Linked DNA regions of Triticum aestivum: regions 1 and 3 are each linked to region 2. The links are chromatin contacts, called in public Hi-C maps. All regions are on one chromosome and are shown on one strand. Each heading gives the region's core, a stretch centred on a gene start, on an enhancer-like site or on the middle of the called end of the contact. The rest is flanking DNA. Distances are from core to core; before and after follow the strand shown.

Region 1 (4,176 bases), core at 1,164-3,663, 210 kb before region 2:
TAAGACAATTGATCTTGTGTGTTCTAGGGTGACCCCTGCCCCCGTATATAAAGGTGGGAGGGGAAGGCCGGCCGGCCCTGTAGGGCGCGCCAGGAGAGGGGAGTCCTACTAGGACTCCATGTCCTAGTGGGATTCCACCTGGAGGAAAGGGGGAAGAAGGAAGGGAGAGGGGGAAGGAAGGAAAGGGGGGTGCCGCCCCCTTCCCCTAGTCCAGTTCGGACCCAAAGCGGGGGGGGGGGGCAAACCCCTTGTGGCCCTTCTCTCTCCCCACTAAGGCTCATGAAGGCCCATTAGTTCCCCCGAGGGGTTCCGATAACCCGGCACTCCGATATTTATCCGGTACCTCCCGGAGCTCATCCGTTGTCCGAACATCATCGTCCAATATATCAATCTTTATATCTCGACCATTTAGAGACTCCTCGTCATGTCCGTGATCTCATCCAGGACTCCGAACAAACTTCGGTCATCAAATCACATAACTCATAATATAAATCGTCATCGAACATTAAGCGTGCGGACCCTACGGGTTCGAGAACTATGTAGATATGACTGAGACACATCTCCGGTCAATAACCAGTAGCGGAACCGGGATGCTCATATTGGCTCCTACATATTCTACAAAGATCTTTATCGGTCAAACCGCATAACAACATACGTTGTTCCCTTTGTCATCGGTATGTTACTTGCCCGGGATTCGATCGTCGGTATCATCATACCTAGTTCAATCTCGTTACCGGAAAGTCTCTTTACTCGTTCCGTAATGCATCATCCCGCAACTAACTCATTAGTCATATTGCTTGCAAGGCTTATAGTGATGAGCATTACTGAGAGGGCCCAGAGATACCTCTCCGATACACGGAGTGACAAATCCTAATCTCGATCTATGCCAACTCAACAAACACCATCGGAGACACCTGTAGAGCATATTTATAATCACCCAGTTACGTTGTGACGTTTGATAGCACACAAGGTGTTCCTCCGGTATTTGGGAGTTGCATAATCTCATAGTCAGAGGAACATGCATAAGTCATGATGAAAGCAATAACAATAAACTAAACGATCATTTATGCTAAGCTAACGGATGGGTCTTGTCCATCACATCATTCTCTAATGATGTGATCCCGTTCATCAAATGACAACACATGTCTATGGTCAGGAAACTTAACCATCTTTGATTAATGAGCTGGTCTAGTAGAGGCATACTAGAGACACTCTGTTTGTCTATGTATTCACACATGTACTAAGTTTTCGGTTAATACAATTCTAGCATGAATAATAAACATTTATCATGATACAAGGAAATGTAAATAACAACTTTATTATTGCCTCTAGGGCATATTTCCTTCAAAAACCCCGGAAGGCTACTAAAGGAGCACATAAGATGCCTCACGAAAGCACCGAACTATAACACTAGAGGCAATTCCGCCACAAAAAGGAGAGAGAAATCAAAACTATTATTGGAGGAGCAGGATTCCCACCCCTCGACTTCGGCATATGTAAAACGTGCATCAAGACCCCTGCACCATTCACTAGTTATGAAGCTCCGAAGACCGCCATAACTGGGGGATGACGCTCTGGAGTCTCAAAGACCTGCCACACCATTTCGAGACTGCCTTCACCCCTTTCGGGGAGCCACCTTGACTTTCATCCATTGCTCGCCCAAGCAAAATCGTCACCCCCTAAATCGAAGGACAACGATTACTGCACGAATCGGACCGAGGTGAGGTGCGTCCCTAAAGCACCAACATGTAGCTCCCCAGCTCGATTGCATCGTCTCCGTCTGTCGCATGTCTCTTCCTCTGCCACTTGTCAGAGTATTGCGTCGTTGAAGCCCCGCATTGCCGCCCTGGCCACCAACACCCGGATCACTTGAGGACCTGGTCGGTTGTACCACCGCTGCCTCACCTCGTGTCATCATGGCCAGCAGTATGCACCACGCCTACGTCTAGCCGGATGCGGCCAGAGGCCCCTTAGCCGAGATACCGTCACTAGGTCGCCTGGGAGATGGCATGGAAGTTGGGTTGAGCCAAGACGTGACATGGAATTTCAGGTGTCAAATAAGTATTTCTGAAAACAAATCTAGTGCTAAAAATTGTGTTATGTACAACAAAGAAAATCTTGGCGAAAATGATTATCTTAGTGAAAGATAAAACAAAGTACATACTATAATTAGAATGGAGAGAGTAGTCTAAAAGAACACACCAATTCCTACAATTCATTTCATGAGAATAAAAGAACAAACTAAAATAAATAAATAAATAGATATTCTCTTGAATATTCCAAGTCGCGATCTCATTTCTAGACAGGTCATTTTCCATCACTAGAGTAGTGAAATAGCGTCCACATCTATCGAATCATCCTACCTCCATACAAACCTACTCCCACAGGAGACGTGGAGCACCATGACACGCCGCACACCCTCGCTCCACAAGAGATCAAGCACGGCCAGGTCACACCACTTGGCAGCCTTGCGTGTGGCCCACACTTGCTCGCCCGTGGGCCCATCCCGGGGACGGTACCGTGAGCTCCTCAAAGAAGCAACGCCTCCGGTCAATCGCAGCGCTCATCCTCGGAGAAAGACAGCATGATTAAAAACCATAAGTCTGATGAAGAACCGAAGCCAGTACAGCTAGCTAATCCATTTTCTGTCGCTGAGAGGCAGATTAGACAAAATTAAGAAAAATCCGGCCGATCCGCTGGTTATTTTTATAATGTTTGGGGCTTGGAATCTTCTCGCGGCTCGCTAACTAATTAAAACCCAATGCAGGGGCAGCACTCCAACGTGCTGGCATGAGTGGTACCTCTACCAGCATGACAGCTCCTCCCTCATTTCGCAAGTGACCACCAGCATTTCGCTAGGCCAGCGATGAAAGGATTTCGCCACGTCGGATGTACGCCATGAACACACAGTGACCTCATTGTTTCGGGGAACTGATCTTGTCCATCTCTTTTAGCTTTGGTTTTTCTGGTATAACTCCCAGGCGACCATGTATTTTGGTGTGGGCAACGAGCCAAGTGGCGTATTTTGCACTCTCTCCGTATCAAAATATAAAACGTTTTTTATAAACCTTTGTATCAGAAAACATCTTATATTTTGATACAGAGGGAGTACATCTTTAACAGACCAACAGCCAATAATCGATCGACAAGCCCGTAGAGTAGTAGATCATTGCTACGGTATCTGTGACAAACCAAATATATTTATCATGCATTTTTTAGTTTTAGTGAAGCATTGACTGAAAAAACAGGGACCTGTTTTGTTGGCCATAATAGCCAACTCGGTCCAAATAAAGCCAGCTATTCCCAAAAGAAAAGAATTCAAAATATGTAGGCCCTCCTCTGGTGTTGGATAATAGCAATATGAGCCCACTTGGCACATGCCAACCCCAATTTGCTGTCACCTCCTTTATTACGAGCCAGGTTGCAAGACCAGACCAGCTCAGTGATAGCACCCCAACCAACAAATACCATTTCTCAAATCCAGCGACTGTTTGTTTATCCTGTTCAAATCCAGCAAGTTATGCTTGAGTCATTTGTGCCACACAACAAGCCACCATGATGTGTTTTTAATTCCTTTGCAATGTGGCCAGCATGCAATTGCTTCCTGGCGGACCAATCAATCTGGAGCCTAGCAAAGGAGCACACCGCAGCTTCAAGAAGTAACTTGTTGCGAATGCACACTCAAATGCTGAGGTAAGGGCCACTAAGGGTAAGACTATGTTGTTTAATATAATATAAAGAAGATCAAACTTTGATTTTCTGGCAAAAAAATAGTAAAAATTATGTGGGCAGATATAGATTCCTTTTTTGCATCAATCCAGTCAAGCTTTAGGATAACTATCTTGGTCATCTTTGTTGAATATCAGAGGTGAAGTCTTAAAGTTGGACAAGTAAACCATGCACAGTGTTGGTGTGTGCTAGAGATGGCAAACATATGCCTCTTTCTTGAGAAAAGGGTTGTCTCCGTCTTGTTCCCCTTCATTTTCTCTTTTTGAGATTCAGTGTTATCTGTTTCTTGTGCCATGTCGATTATCACTAGAATTTCTTAGCATACAAGTCGATCCCCACTAGCTTAGTTCCATGTAGGCAACTGGCTTTTGCCAAACAAGCGTGCAGGTCATTTGCCTATATGTTGAGCAGGTGTAAAACAAATACAAAGGTCTTTTTTTCTTGCTA
Region 2 (4,232 bases), core at 210-2,709:
AATCGGCACCACAGTAGGCACCTTACGAGGAGGAACACTCTCCTTCTGTACGGAGCTCTCATGGCGAGATGTGACAGGAGCTGGCTTGGTGAAAGCCGATTTCACAGCCGAGCCACGATTTGCGCTTGCATTCCGAGCACTTGGCAAAGCTCCCTTCTTCACAGGTGCAGCTGAGGTAGCTGAATTCAACCTCTGCATTACAAACTAGAAAAGGTAAATAACCGATTCCAAATCTCTTGCTCTCACGCATGCATCAGTAAGCACAGTTTGAATTACAAATTGTACAAATAACAAACATGGATAATACTAGTATGATATTAGAAAATTCCAGAGTAACTTTATGCTAAACTGTTCTAGGGCAGTGTAAGATTTTAACCATAAACGCTCAGCAAGAATTCTTGCCAGAACATGAGCCAAACTCCTGAAATATGATCCGCAACAGAAAGAGCAGTACTGGTAAAGGCGCAAAATTGAGTGGACATAGCAGCCAGAAACGCACAGAAAAGAGGCATCAAAATTTGGGAAAAGTGGAAGATTAGCAATCGCAGAGTATGTCCCAGAAATGGAAAACAATACAAAGCAAAATCAATTTTAGGAAAAGTGGAAGATGAGAAATCCATGAAATGGAAAACATCACAAGCCAAAATCAACCCAGAAACATTGTAGTTTCAAGAGCACAAAACACGCTGCTGATTGGGTACAAGAGGCAATAAATCGCAGTATGTCCTCTGATACCAGAGAAACTACTAAACGTTTGACATATCGCCCCGAAGGATGGACAACACATCCAAATCTCCGCATCGAGGATTTTCCTATCCGAGGAACAGGGCAATGCACTTGATCCATCCGTAGAGCCCCATGGGCAGAAGCAACAGCAGGAGCGACTGCAACCTGCGCTCGTGCCCTCTACAGGGGTTCCAACCATAGCCATTCAAAATTCAAATTAAACCGGCCCACGATCTCAACCCCAGACGGCAACCATTTCATCCCACAACAACAAACAAACAAAAAAGGCAATCCCTCAGGGGTTCGGATCCGTACCGCATTGCCCGTCGTGACGACCGCGATCTTCCCGCAGCCGGCCCTGCCCGCGGCCGCCGCGGCGACGTTGGTGGTGAGGTTGCCGAGCGCCACGCGCTTCTTGGCCTGCTGCTGCGCGGCCGCGGGGCCCGCCGCCGCCCTGGCGCCCTCCGGCACGGCCGGGCGCTTCGCCGTCGAGGTCGACATCGCCGACGAGAAGCGGCGGGGGGCGGCGGAGTTGCTCGACATCGGGGCGCGGGCGTGAGGGCGGGGGAGGTCGCTCGCTGCCACCACACAACCACCGACCTCGCGGAGCACTCCGTGGACCTCGGGTGGGATTTGTAGGGGGGCAGCGGAGCGGGGGAGGGGAGTGGCGAGGGTTTGGTGTCCCGGCACGACAGACAGAGCCCTGGGGTTTGGGGAGGGCGACGGGGGGAGAAGAAGAGGTGGGGGGAAGGGGGTGGCTATATTAGGAAAAACACCCTGTCCTTTCAAAATAGTTTCCTGCCTGGGGGCTACTTGCCTATTTAGGCTGCCAATTAACTAATCGCTTAAAATTCAAACTGCCCTCTATACTGGACTTGACACGGACTTCTTTTTTCTTTTCGGGTGAAATAATGTATTACTCAATCACAAGGTTCATACAATCAATCACTGCAAACTCCAATGCCTCTGACATGTACCTCAGTACTAGGATTTTAAGTTTTTTTTTGTGGGGAGGATTTTAAGTTTGTTGGGCGGAGTGCCAACGGAAAAAATGTAGCCTGGATTAAACTTACACTGTAGTGGTAGTTACTTAGGGACGTGAAGTGAGATTCACTTTAGCAAGAGAAAATAGCATTACTATATTATCTAAGAAATCGTAGTACTATATAGTTTAGCTCTATTCATACAAAAATTGCACATCGGAAAATGTCGCGCGGATTAGTTCAGGCCAGATTGTGTCACAGCAGAGTTCTTCTTTTGAAACTACTAGTACTACTGTACTGCGTGAGTTAGAGAACCAAGGCCGCTGCTGCCATGCATGTGTTTATTGCCGTTACAGATTGCCCCACGGCTCTCCCATTCAAATTTCGAAATTTGAAATCTGCGTGCGGTGGGGTTGGGGTGGGGGGCTCCTTTTGTCACGGTGCAATATAGGGAAGCGCTCGATGCACAACACTCCTCCTAGTACTAGTACGTGGCATGATATCCAACGCGTCCATCCAAATCCAAAGAAGAAAGAAAAGCGCCCTTCCACATTTTCTTTATTATTTCTTCAAGCAGCGATAACTAATTACGGGATTAGTGTCTAGTGTAGTGGAGGGAAACTGGCGTGTTTGAACCTCCAACAGATCGCGTCCGTCCGTCAGGACGGCAACGGCATGCATCCTGGGGGAGCGTGCGTGCGCTCGAGGTCAGGGGGGAGCGGGTGGGCCCCGTCCGTCGGCTTTGCTTCTCCTCGCGGTTTGAACTTTGAAACGCTGATGCGCGCTGCCCTCCTCCTCACCGGCCACCAACGGGCCGCAAACCGCACGTGCCACCAGCGGGGCTCTGGACTCTGGACGGAGGGCTTTGGGTTTTAAATTTTTTCGAACCGGTAGTCCGAGTTCTGTCCTAGTAGGGCTGGAAAGCATGCAAAGATCTCGGAGTGTGCTGTGCGGGCGAAAAGCCACTGTATGGACTAGGCACTACGGTAACGTCACAGTAGGCAAGGTAGGAGTGGGGCCCGCATCTGTCTGCTGAACTACTGATGCTGCCTCCGGGCTAGCAGGTAGGTCCGTGCCATTTTTGGATCCGGAAGCTAATGCTGATGCCGTTGCTGTCAGTGACCGTTCAGTCATGCCGGCCCGTACTTAGCATTCACGGCTAAGTCAAGCGGGAGCAAACGTGGCTGCACTTCAACATGGCCGGCTCATTAGCCGCAGTGATGCTGCAAATACAGAGAAGCGATTCAAATTAGCCACATCGTGTGGTTTGACCAGCGAGCTCGATCCCGACACTTTTTATTCGCACTCACTCCCTCGGCATCTCGCGCTGCAGGTGAGAGTGAGACCAACCCTGTCGCCGTTGGTCGTGTACGGTTGCACACCGTGGAGGTGGAACCAGCCGGTGCCCCGAGACAGAGCGAGAGTCTGCACAAGGCATGCAAACGGAGAGGAGCGCCCGTCCACTGGTGATGGATCCTCTGAGTTTGAACTTTGAGTTTGAAAAGTGGAGTGTGGTACGTAGATGCCCCGCCTACATGTGCTTTGGGGCCAGCCAGGAACTGTTGGTCCGGCGCCTGTCCAGGTCGCTCGGGTCATGCCGTCACGTCCATCCTGACCGGTGGCTGATGGATCATTCGCGGATGGGATGTCGTTCTTCTATTGCTTTATGTGAGCACGGTTTTGCTACAATTGGTGGTGGATTGTGACCGGCATCAAGGAGGTTGTCGGATTTGTGAGGGGAGCCACGCGGGGGAGATGTTTTGAATCCTGGGGATATTCGGTCGATCACCAACGTGTACGTATGTGCAAATGGTTAGCCCACTCTAGCACCGCCACCCCAACCTTCCCGATCCAAACCACCACCGCCGCCATCGTTGGTGATGGGGCCGGGGTGGCGGGACGTATCGGCGGCACCTACGGCAGTGAAGACCTCCTCCCTTTATGTGAGCACGGTTTTGCTACAATTGGTGGTGGATTGTGACCGGCATCAAGGAGGTTGTCGGATTTGTGAGGGGAGCCACGCGGGGGAGATGTGTGGGCGCGCGTGTAGACTGGATGTGTGCAGCCACACGTCGGTCTGATCCCGGACATGTGTGTTTGCAGCACGACCTAGTGCATGCGGCTCCGCGACCATGTTGGCAACGACCCCGTCGATGGAGGGCGACGGTCCCGCAACCTTGAGACGTGGTCAGTGAGTCTACAAGATGGCTGCAGCAACGGACCGATCTGTTCATCAACTTAGGTCTAAGCGTCCCTCCCTCTCCCATTGACGGAGATCGAAGTAGGTGCGACAGTGAGCAGAAGCGGAGTGGCAAGCAGCTGGTTCTGGCATTTTCTTCACCGTCTTCTGTAGGTCTTTGACTCTCTCAATGCCTAAATCTGGCTAGCGGGGAGTCATCAGTCGGTAGAGAAAGTTCACTAGAATCGCCTCCGAGCTAGATCATGCAATGTGTGTGTGTGTGACGTGTCTTTGCTGAAGGTGTTTGCTCGAAGCTCACTTCAAGGATGAATAATCCAAAATTT
Region 3 (3,668 bases), core at 793-3,292, 130 kb after region 2:
AGGAAGAACCCGACAGCGTGACGAGGACCGGCGCGGACGGTGGCGTTCCCGCGCCAAGGGAGGCGGCGCGGTGCATACCATGGAAAGTCAACGCGCGGGGACGGCGGTGGACCGTGGGCCGCACCGCTACGACCTGGAGGGGCGACACAACGGCGGTGGGCAGGTTGAGGCGACGACGGGGAAGACCTTCGGGGTTACAGGGATCGCGTGCCACGCTCGCTACGGCCCGATGGGGCGACGTAGCGGCAGCGCGAGGGTCGGTGCAGCCTCGGGGACGGCCTGGAGCGGGCCTCAGTGCAGCGGTTGACCGCCGGCCGCGGCACTACGGCCCGAAGGGGCGGCACAGCGGCAGCACGCGAGTTGGTGCAACCACGGGAACGACCTCAGGGTGGCGGCGGGGACCACGAACCGCGGCGCTACGGCCCGAAGGAGCGACGCAGCGGCGGCGCAGATCGATGCAGCCACAGGGAGAACCAGGCAACGCTGCGGTCCGAAGGGACGACACAGTTGTATCATGTTGCTCGCTCGGTGAAGAGACGCGTACGGACGATCTTCATGAAATTCGGTGGCCTGCGTCCGCGAGGCCGGACAATGCAGCGGCTCGCAACCGGACGCCCAGGAGCTGTGGGGGCTGAGATGTACAAGTGCAAGCAGACGGAGAGCCTTCACCTTCGCCGTACTGGATGTAGCAGGTACGAGCAGCCAACATGCCCTGTGTGGATCAAGGGGCAGCACAAGCACATGCACGTAGGGACACGGCCACGCGCAGTGTTGAACGATGGGCCGATGCGGACGCTTGAGCAGGAAACCACGCTCGCGGGGCACGAGGCGAGGACGAGCGGCTAGCGTAGAACCGCGCGAGCGGCCGACGTCCTTAGCACATCGGACGCGCGTCATGCGTAAAATCTGGGCGTCGCGCCCGCAATTGATCCAGTCGAAGATGATGAAGATGTCGTTGGAGTAGACGCGCGTTGTAGACGACGGACGGCAATGGGCGACCCAAACCCATCTGAGATCGGAAAACCAAAGAAAAATAACGCCGATCAATCGATCTGCGAGAGAAAAACCCCCAATCAATGGATTAGGAAAAAGACTCTCTAGGACAACCGGTCAACACGACCGGCGGACGAACCCTAGGTACGGGCGGCGCGGCCCCCGATGGCGATCATGGAGATCGACCGTCCCGGGGGCGGCGCGATGCGGAAGCGGTGGTGACGGCTAGGGTTTTGGATCGGGATTAGGATGATACCATGTTAGAAGGGAAAGGGGGATTTGGTGGAATAGTTGTTTTATTGCTTGAGCCTCATGGACACACGCACACACTATATATATATATATATATATATATATATATATATATATATATATATATATATGAGTACATGGTCATCTTGGAGTACAAGAGAAGGTAGGAACAAATCCTAGTCTATCATATACTTTCTAATAAACATTATACTCAACAGTCTCCTTATTCTCCCAGAAAAATTTGGTCTCCCAGAAAGAAACACCCGATCTCTCCTCAAATAGAGGGAGAGTTGCAACTCTCTAAAAAAACTTGCCACCCCGACGCGCCGCCTTCATTGATCGCCAAACAAATGCCCCGTCACGCTGCCGCTGCATCCTGTCCCGTCGCCTCACCGTACCACCGCTGCCTCACCGTTTCCCGCAACCGCGGTGCCGCGGGTCGCCGGAGCTCCGTGGATGTCTAACATGGATGCAAGAGAGAAAAAGAGGAGAAATTAGTCACTGACATATGGGGCTCATATGCCAGGGTGCAAGGGCAAGGTTTACAGTGAAACTGCTACAAGGGCACACCTGAATAGGGAGAGATCTTTTGGGAGACTGCTGCAGATGCTATAGCCCGCTTTGAAAAAAACAGAAAAAAAAATTGAGACATGTCGTTTTCCCAGTTTATTTCCAAACCTCAAAATCACGCAACCACACCACATCGTTCCAAATGCCGGCTCGTCTTCCACAGTCCGGCCCGCCTTGGGAAACGCCGCCCCGGCCGTCACCTCTTTCAACCCCTTCCTCCCCCTCCTCTCTCCACCGCCTCCCACTTCCGCCGCGCCTGCGCCTGCGCCTGCGCGTGCTCCTTGTTAAATTTAGCAATGCCTCCTCTCCACCCATTCCCGCGCGCCTTCCCCGTCCCACCCCAGCCTCCTCCACGCCCCGTCGCCTCCCCGCGAAACAACCACCTCCACCGTCGCCGCCTCCCCGCCCATGGGAGGGTGACCTCGCGTCTGCCCCCTTTCCAGACGGTGCCTTGCCGTGGCGTTTGCGGGGGCCGCCGGGGCTTGGTCCGCCTCACCTGATCCACTCCAGGTTTGTTTGTGCCTCTTCCCCCGGCGATCGGTCACCCCTGCTAGCCTGTTCCAATGTGCTAGATATATCAGTAAATTCCGGATTAAACCGGAGTTTTTTTTTTAATTCCAATGCGTTGCAAAATGCAAGGTGTGAACGACATGTCTGCTTGGTTTGGCGCTTCAATTTGATTGGTTTTGAGTATGTTCCTTCGCGATTGTTCGGTGCTTGCATACATGATCAGACACGCTCACATGCTAGTTTGACACAGCGTTGTTATGTTCAGAGAAAGTTCTCAGCTAGGCCTTTGCTATTTCAGAGAACGGATCACGGATTTTATAATTGTATTGTACATCTGTATGCCTGTCCGTGACAGTTGTGTAACTTCTGAGCTAGGAGTCTGAGATACATGACTTCATATAGTCAACTTGTCTGTATGTGCATGTTCTGCCTCCAAATTACACTTCTTGCATATTCATGGATATGCATATTTATGTACTAAATTTATTTTAAAATGGCATATGTGATAGTTTGAGAACTGTGGTGTATATACACAACTTATTAAGGTAACAATGTTAATATAATGATCAATACAATTGTATTTTCATTCTTGTACAAATCCATTATTATTACGTAAAATAATGCATTATTACTATTTTAGACATTGTCGACTGAAACAATGTAATATTTCTTCAAAATGATGTATCATATAAGAAGGCTATATAACCAGGAATACAGAATTAGCAATGGTTATGACAGCAAAAAGTTCTTCAGTTTTTTTTATTTCTTCCTGGGAAGTTGATTAATGCCTCTTATCATGATCATTGTGAAGGTGTTGTTTTGTTTGGAATTATAATGCACCATTTGGTCTTCCAAATTCTACTTCTAGAGTTAAATGATTCTACTATTGCACATTCTTACTGTAATAATGAACTATTTTGTGAAGTTTCAGATGAACTCCAGGTCATACAACAAACTGGACACCGCGAATGACAAAATGGATTTTAACACCCGTGGAAATACCGCGTTCAATGGCACCTTAGACCGGAATCAATCAGGTGTATCTGCCAATCCATCCACAGCATCCAAACCAGCTGCACACTCGCAGATCCCAATGGACTTCAGCACTCGTGGAAATACAGCGTTCAATGGCGCCTTAGACCGGAATCAACCAGGTGTCTCAGCCAATCCATCCACAGCATCCAAACAGGCTGCACACTCGCAGATCCCTTCCGATAAGAAACCACGTCCCAAGAAAGAAGATTTTGCTGACAAAGGAAACCCGAACCACATGACAAAACGCCTCGTTAATCCTGCAGAGAGCCCTGTGCTGACACCAACAAAAGCAGCATCCAAAGGCATGA

The links. Hi-C and Micro-C count contacts between places; a contact is called where the count stands out from the background.
Region 1: a Hi-C map of leaf shows a contact between it and region 2, with 4 times the contacts expected there. The contact joins the enhancer-like site here to the promoter of LOC123077889 in region 2. A contact is called at or near these places in 2 of 5 Hi-C or Micro-C datasets (both in leaf).
Region 3: a Hi-C map of leaf shows a contact between it and region 2, with 7 times the contacts expected there. The contact joins the promoter of LOC123077890 here to the promoter of LOC123077889 in region 2. A contact is called at or near these places in 2 of 5 Hi-C or Micro-C datasets (both in leaf).

Annotation. Positions count from the first base shown.
Region 1 is chr3D:136,552,773-136,556,948 of IWGSC CS RefSeq v2.1, forward strand. No RefSeq gene overlaps it. Among protein-coding and RNA genes, the nearest start is that of LOC123077887, 12 kb to the left of the region's middle. Within about 2 kb of position 2,414, at least 6 of the 8 cell types and tissues checked have an H3K27ac peak or open chromatin away from gene starts, as enhancers often do. A contact at or near this core is called in leaf, where this site is marked.
Region 2 is chr3D:136,764,916-136,769,147 of IWGSC CS RefSeq v2.1, forward strand. LOC123077889 (cyclin-A1-2) reads right to left here and starts at 1,460. Exons shown (of 11, transcript XM_044500246.1): 1 at 1,042-1,460; 2 at 1-192. The coding sequence starts at 1,269.
Region 3 is chr3D:136,896,598-136,900,265 of IWGSC CS RefSeq v2.1, forward strand. LOC123077890 (serine/threonine-protein kinase RHS3) reads left to right here and starts at 2,043. Exons shown (of 3, transcript XM_044500247.1): 1 at 2,043-2,325; 2 at 3,251-3,668. The coding sequence starts at 3,257.